Linked DNA regions of Pan troglodytes: region 1 is linked to region 2. Evidence: chromatin contacts called from public Hi-C data. All regions are on one chromosome and are shown on one strand. The core of a region is the stretch at or near the end of the contact, and the rest is flanking DNA. Distances in the headings are between cores, read along the strand shown. Region 1 has its middle 74 kb from the start of FAM76B. Region 2 holds the start of SESN3 (sestrin 3).

What was found. Hi-C and Micro-C count contacts between places; a contact is called where the count stands out from the background.
Region 1: a Hi-C map of stem cell-derived neural progenitor cells shows a contact between it and region 2, with 4 times the contacts expected there. The contact joins the enhancer-like site here to the promoter of SESN3 in region 2. A contact is called at or near these places in 2 of 7 Hi-C or Micro-C datasets (blood and stem cell-derived neural progenitor cells) and 1 of 1 datasets of contacts at active chromatin or transcription factors (stem cell-derived excitatory neurons).

Annotation. Positions count from the first base shown.
Region 1 is chr9:97,818,359-97,822,165 of NHGRI_mPanTro3-v2.0_pri, reverse strand. No RefSeq gene overlaps it. Among named protein-coding and RNA genes, the nearest start is that of FAM76B, 74 kb to the left of the region's middle. Within about 2 kb of position 1,890, at least 4 of the 24 cell types and tissues checked have an H3K27ac peak or open chromatin away from gene starts, as enhancers often do. A contact at or near this core is called in stem cell-derived neural progenitor cells, where this site is marked.
Region 2 is chr9:97,342,479-97,346,175 of NHGRI_mPanTro3-v2.0_pri, reverse strand. SESN3 (sestrin 3) reads left to right here and starts at 1,692. Exons shown (of 11, transcript NM_001280335.1): 1 at 1,692-2,062.

The DNA of each region.
Region 1 (3,807 bases), core at 641-3,140, 480 kb before region 2:
TTTGAGACAGAGTCTCGCTCTGTTGCCCAGGCTAGAGTGCAGTGGCATGATCTCGGCTCACTGCAACCTCTGTCTCTTGGGTTCAAGCGATTTTCCTGCCTCAGCCTCCCAAGTAGCTGGGATTACAAGCATGTGCCACCACTCCTGGCTAACTTTTTTTTTTTTTGTATTTTTTTTAGTAGAGACAGGGTTTCACCATGTTGACCAGGCTGGTCTCGAACTCCTGACCTCAGATAATCTGCCCGCCTCGGCCTTCCAAAGTGCTAGGATTATAGTCGTGAGCCACTGCGCCTGGCTGTTTTTTAATTTTTAATTTTATTTTTCTTCTATAGACCCAGGAACTTGAGTTAGCAGTGTTAGGTAATCTGCAAACAAAATGATTTTTGTAGTCAAAGTACCTGGGTTTTTTTCAATTTCTTTTTAAAATATATTGATGCTAACACCCTAAACCCACAAGGATGGGAATTTTTGTTGTTGTTCTTTTTATTGCAGCATCCTGGTCATTTAGAGCAGTGCCTGACACATGATATAAACCCCAGAAGTTTTGTTGAATAAATGAAGGAATGAACAATCTTGTTTAAGTAGACTAATACAAGACAATCTACGCTCTGCCTCTCTAGTATATCTGAGAATGTCTTGTAGGTATTCTCAGGAGTTCTGAGAAAAGATGTTTTTGAGAGACTTCTATGTATCTTGCATTATGTTGGGCTCTTGGGATTTTGTGGTTAACAAGTTAGTCATGCTCCCTGCCATGAAATGAGCATATAGTTTAGTGGGGAAAAGAAAGACTTAAAAAGTGAATATAAGAGGGATGGTTTTTATGGGGAAAAAAAAAAAAAACAAAACGTACAGAGAGTGGAGCAATGTGAGCACTGTAGGAGACCCAGCATGTGAACAGAGGCAGCATTCTGAAAGCAAGTCTCAGAGAACATGAAAACATCTTGAAAACATCTTAAAAACAGAAACAACAAAAATTTCAAATGAAAGGTATTATCAGCAAAGGCCTTGTGATTAATTAGCTGCTCTATCTCTTTCCTGGGGTACAAAGTGAGGAGGACAATTGTCTCAGTGGTTCTGACGTGTGTATGACCCTGAGATGCAGTTAAGGAATCAAGCCTGAATAGGTCAGCAAGCCACTTGTTCTAAAATTCTTCTTGGGAGGAAACATCTGTCTCTCTTTCAGGATGCCAGCCATCACATGGGTCTTTCAACATTAGCATATTTTTCAGCCATCTGCAGTGGTTGCCTCCCTCCCACACAAGCTTAGTCACTGCACACAAACACACCTTTGTCCAAACTTCAGTACCAGGCTTTACAATGAAAGTCTCTGTGGCATATCCGTGGAACCACATTTCCCAAGAGTGCTGCATAGCTATTTTACTTGCAATGCATTTATCACTTTTTAGCTCATTTGAATGCATGGGAAAACACAGAAGACTGTTGTTGTAGGTGGTGGTGTTTTATGGTTGTTATTGTTTTTCCTTAAAGTCATAGGATAAAAGAAAGCTTGAAATATCATTTGGTTTCACTTCCTACTAGGCAATTAGGTAGACCCACTCTTAAATAAAACCTCTAATTTAGTATCCTCTCATTTTCAACTCACCTACAGTGATGAAGGTCTACAGGGTCCCTATGTTAAATTATTCTAGCGTTAATAAACCTTATTTTTGAAAATTTCTTTTACTTTTAGCTAAAGTATCTTCCATCGTCTCTGGAGGTAAATGTTAAGTTTCAGTTGTAGAACTACATCAGCTTATGATATAGTTAAGAGCAAAGGTCTTGGAATCAGGCAAATGTAAGTTCAAATTTGACCTCTGCTTCTGATGAACTGTGTGATTTGAGACAATTATATGACATTTTGCATACCAGTTTCATTTTCTTCATCTGTAAACTGAAGAAACTAACACTCATATCAAGAGAATGTCTGTGACCATGATATTGACCCAGTTTCTCCCCCGTAATGAGTATTTGATATATAGTGGTTATCATTATTGTAATGTTTAAAGTATCTAATAATAATATTGGGAGGAGGAACCATGAATGTTTTGGATTTGTTCCCTTCACAGCCCTTAGTGCCATGGATATGGTAGGTACTCAGGATTTGTGTATAAATGATTAACAAAAAAGTAAGATAGTAAGAGTAAGGAGCAACCTGCTCTTCTATTAACTAGCTTCATGCCGGGGTAAATCATTTACACTTCCTGAATCTTAGTTTCCTCATCTGCAAACTGGTAGTTTTATAAATGCAAAACTGGTAGTTTTGCACTTGGATATTTATGATGAGTATTTAATTTGTTCTTTCAGGTCTCCAGAGAAGGAAGTTCTTTGGGCAAAATTTTTGAGTTTAAGAATTATTTCTTAATGATAATCTGATTTTTCAAAGCTTTCAGGTATTCTCAGCAAACTAGCGCAGGAACAGAAAACCAAACACTGCATCTTCTCACTCATAAGTGAGGGTTGAAAAACGAGAACACATGGACACTGAGAGGGGAACATCACACACTGGGGCCTGTCAGGCAGTAGTGGGCAAGGGAACGGAAAGCATTAGAACAAATACCTAATGCATACGGGGCTTAAAACCTAGATGATGCGTTGACAGGTGCAGCAAACCATCATGGCACATGTATACCTATGTAACAAACCTGCACATTCTGCACATGTATCCCAGAACTTAGAGTAAAAAAAAAAGTTTTTTGAGAAGAGATATCAGAAATATTGTCATATTTTCTTGATTAGAATCGAGATAAAAAGAAGTAAATGTTGAGTGTCTGCTCCCTTTGATATTATCTTATGGACAGCATAGGACCAGGATTGAATCCTGATGACCACACTGGAAGAAGAAGTGGAAAATGAGGTGAAGGAGCCCAATTCTAGAACAATTCAATTTCATTTGTTATTCTGGTGATTAATGTCTTCAGCTTTATACCTGGAGTGTTTCCAAAGCTTTTCAGTAGATGCTCACCTTGACTCTGCCCAGTATTCTCAACCTCAGCTAAATAAAACTAGTTTTTGACAGCTAAAGAAATGGAACTTGTAAAACGTGGACATAATTCTACTTAAAGAGACAATGATAAACCCATACTTACATTCATTTAACTGTATTGATTTTTTTCTCAGAATTTAAGTGGGTTGAGGCAAAGAGGTATGTGACAGGGAGGAAGGGGAAAATCTTCTGGGGCACTTATATACTCTTTAGAGTTTCTTTCTATACCTAACTCTTCTCTGGGGTGCTGAGGGTTCCAAAATAAATATTAATTACATCACAAAATTCTAAGAAGATGAATTTTTTTTTGTCAGGTTCACCAATGGTCACTTTGGATTCCCAAAGAACACAGTAAACTTTAATTAGGTGATTAAACCATTAGGTGAAAAAGGAGTATTTCAGTATTAGAATAATCTTCTCATCTGATTCCCCAATCAACAAGCCATATGGAATCAACATACCAATATTGACTCTAATACATATTAGTCAGAATATAAAGTTGAAAGAGGTAAGTAAGACTACCTCCCTCGGTGTGTATGTGGACTTACAGAACCTAGTTATATGGTGGTATTATACAATGGAATTACGTCACATTTATTCATTTTTGATGGGCAGGTGGCATTCCTTAGGCTTTTGAGTAGACTACATTGTAATGTGGGAAAATCGTTTGTCTAACTTCATTAATTGACAGCACCAATGAGAATACAATTCAGGTTGGTTGGTACAGTTTCACAGTTTTGCTCTATTAATGCTGGAATCATATCTTTATATTTGGCAGTTTTACTCCGAGCCAATGACATCAGCAAAAAGTTCATCCTAAAAGA
Region 2 (3,697 bases), core at 443-2,942:
TGATTATGAGATAACAGTTTTGAAATGATGTACAATGTTTAATGAAGTATCATCCTAATTTTGTAATAAAAAATTAAAAAGTAGTTATCAACATTGGTTGTAATTTTCACTCATATCCTACTTTTCTAAAGTTCTTTCTTGTTTTAAACATACCAGACAACAAAAGGGGTGGAGTTTCTCCTTGTTCTATGTGCAATAAAAAGAACTGGCTTTTGTTTCTTTTCCTCTTAAGTGTGATCCTGGGTTTGAAATAAAATTCCCTTTATAATATTCAGGCTGGCCAAGAAAGGAAGGAAGGTCAGGTGAAGAATGGAAGAGAAAGGAGATGTCCAGAAACTGAACATTTCCATGAGAGAGGAGAATAACTATGATGGGAATGAGGGTGTGAGGACAGATCAGAAAGGGTGGCTGCTGTGTTAAGAATAAGGTACTGGCATTGAGTAGTTGAGGGCAGAACATAAACACATACATAATGGTTCACTGTAAGAAATGTCACAATGTAATACATGATTAACTTCCAAATAAATAGCACTACAGACAATACATATTATAATAGTTTGGAGGAATTTGGTGCAGAGAGCCATCATATGGTCAGATACATGTATGTGACCATGTATTATTGAAGATATTCATCTACTAAAATCTTCCTTTAGCGATCTTTGTTAGAGGGTGTTATTGTATAGGACTAGATTCTCTCGGCTTTCCTTTCTGGAGGATTTAGTTACTGAAGAAATTAAAGGAACTCATTTCGAAAGGATTTTAGCTGTCAAGTGAAAAAAGAAAAGAAAAGGTTATAAGAAGAATGTGCTAGAAAACAATATGAATTTAAAATTCTATTTGAGAAAATTCAATCTGCACAAAAATTCACTTCATCCTTCAATTTCTCCTTTCCTTTAAAATATACTCAAATAAAATCTGCTTTAAAAGCCAGAACCAGCCAGGAATATAGCCCAAGAAATTTACCACTAAATGGGGACACATATGTGTTTCTTAGAAAAACTGTGCCTTGCTGACTTTCTCCCTGCATTTCTTGGTTCTCTGCATCGAAGGGCATGTGGTAATTCCCTCCTTTTCTGAATTTACTTGCTTTTACAGTTTCTTCTAACTGAATCTTAAGCACCTTCCCCACACCATTCATTGCTCTTTAGTTATATATGTCTACACAGCATCAAGCGACCTTTAGCTAACACTGGCTAAATAGATCAACACCTTTACCCAACTACATAACTTAGACCCTTTTGGGGTTTTCTACTCTATTTTGATCTATTTAAACCTGATACTAGCAGATTTCCATTACCTTTGTTTCTTGTGTAGACTTGGTTTATATGTGTTGGTCTCTAAAAAGGGACAGAGAGGAGACAGCTGTTGAGAAATGAGAATGGCAGTTTTAACCGCACAAATTGGTCTAATAGCTTTGATATGCTAAACTTGCTAGCTCCTCCAAGTGTACCTTTCCGATTTTGCATAACACCACCCTGAATCCCTAAGGAAACCAGGGTTGTTTTTTTTTTTTTTAATTAAAAAGAAAAGAAAGAAATGCAAACCAGTGAAACCGTTCTTTTAAATCATCTCCACATAGATTTCATTCTACGAACTTCAGGCCTTCACAAATCCTGGTACGCTGGAGACCTTTAAAAAAGGAGAAGCCGAGAATACTGATTAGGTTCTAAAAATCGAAAACAGGTGATGTCATAATGCACAGTCCTGTGGCCACGGCCATGGCCGGGTGGGGAGCTGGGCTCCAGTGAGCACAGAGCTCCTTGCCAGTAGGCGATGCAAGTTATCTCTGGGGCCCGGAGGACACGAGTGAGGACCGGGCACCAATCAGGTTCTCGCTCTGCGCCGGCCTTTGTTCTCACTCTGGAGCAGGTTGCGGGCGTCTAGCATCGGGAACCCGCATTCGACTCGGACGCGCATTGCTAGCCCCTTCGGGAGACCTGGCTCCCCTACCCGTCTGTCCCCCCACACTCGGTCAGCCTGCGCTTTCCCCAGTCAAGTCTGCCTTCTCTCCGCAGAACGTGGACGCTAAAACCCTGACTTACCATTTTAAGCTTTAGAAGAGGTAGGTTTGTCCCAATAGTTTTAAACGGCAATTTGTTCTCTGAACCTTCCTTTCTGAGCAGGGCGCTGTGCTCTGCATGTATCCGAACAGCTGCCTCAGGAAGGTCTTTTGGGTGAGAAAACAAGCCCCTTTGGCCTTTTAGTGCTGGACAAGTAAATGAACTTACATCTCTAAGATAACTGCTAGAAGGTGCTTCACAAACAAGAGGAAACCGCTAAACCAGAGGTTTTGTGTCTCTCCCCTCAAACTCGATTACTTGCGTAAATATATATATAACTCAGACATTTATCCCCTATCCGCCTCCCAAGCCTCAAGTAACTGAAATCTTTGCAAAACAAGGTTCACAATAAATGATGCGTAAAGTTCTTTGAGATCCCTGGATACAAAGTGCTACATAACTGCAGTCTTCTTTACAGCTAAAGTTAGATTTTGGTGGAGAGAAAGCCTAACCACTGCCCTGAAGGAAGGAACATTTAATCCTCCCACTCCCCTCCCCCTTTCTCGAGAGATCAGGAAATATTTAGCTCAATCTTAGACTCTCTAGCGAGCTCTAGCTCCCAACTATTTATCTCATTCTCCTCACCACTTCTGCAGGGACCTGGAGAAGGGGGCGTAGCTTATCTTGGGGGTGGGGCTTGGAGGGCAGTATATTTGCATATGACACACCCTCGTCCTCTTATTGGCAGAGGAGAGCAAACTGTTCCCTGCTACCCTACTACTTAGCTAACCGCCATCTCCCTTCAGTTCCGAGCCTCGGAGATAAACTTAACTTGCCCGGAGATTCAAGGCTTCCTCGGCCCCTGCGATTGGCCGGCGCGACTCCCAGTCGGGCTCTCGTTGCTCATTGGCTGCGGGCTAGCGCCCTGGGGGCGTAGCCGGAGCTGTCCGATTGGCGGGAGGGGCGGTACCGGAGCGTGGAGGTGGTGAAGGTGGTGGGGCGGCGGAGGCGGGGCCGCACTGAGGCGCTGCGGCGGCGGCGGTGGCGGTGGCAGCGGTGGCGGCTGCTCGTCCTAGCCTGGCGGGGGCGGGGGTCTGGAAGATGGGGGCGGGTGGAACAACGGGCCGGTGAGGAGCAGCCGCCGCCGTCTCCGCCGTCGCTGGGGCAGCTGCCGCGGTGGTCGCCTCTGGCAGTGCCGCTAGCTTTCAGGCAGTCGCCTCTCCTCCCGACATCCCGCCTTGAGGAGGCTGAGGCGGAATCGCGGCTGGCGGCGGGGGGACGGACCGGCCCTGCAGTGGCCGCAGTGACAGCCCGGACCCGGCCCTCCGCCCGCTCTCGCCTCGGCGCCCGCAGCCACGATGAACCGGGGCGGCGGCAGCCCGTCGGCCGCCGCCAACTACCTGCTCTGTACCAACTGCCGGAAAGTGCTGCGGAAGGTACGGGTTCGGCCCGGGGTCCTGCCGGCGAGGGTCGCTTCCTGCCGGCCGGGGCTCGGGCGGCTCGTCCCCGGGCGCGCACTGGGGGAGGCTGAGAGGGATCCCCGGGCACCGTCCCTCCGCAGGGACTGAGAAAGGGGGCGTGGGTTGAGGGCAGGAGGGTTTGGACTGCTGCGGCTTTTTATTTCCGCCGGGACAGACCCAAGTCTGGAGGGGTTGGGATATTTTTTCTTCCCTTGTTCCTTTTATTTGGTGCCTTTG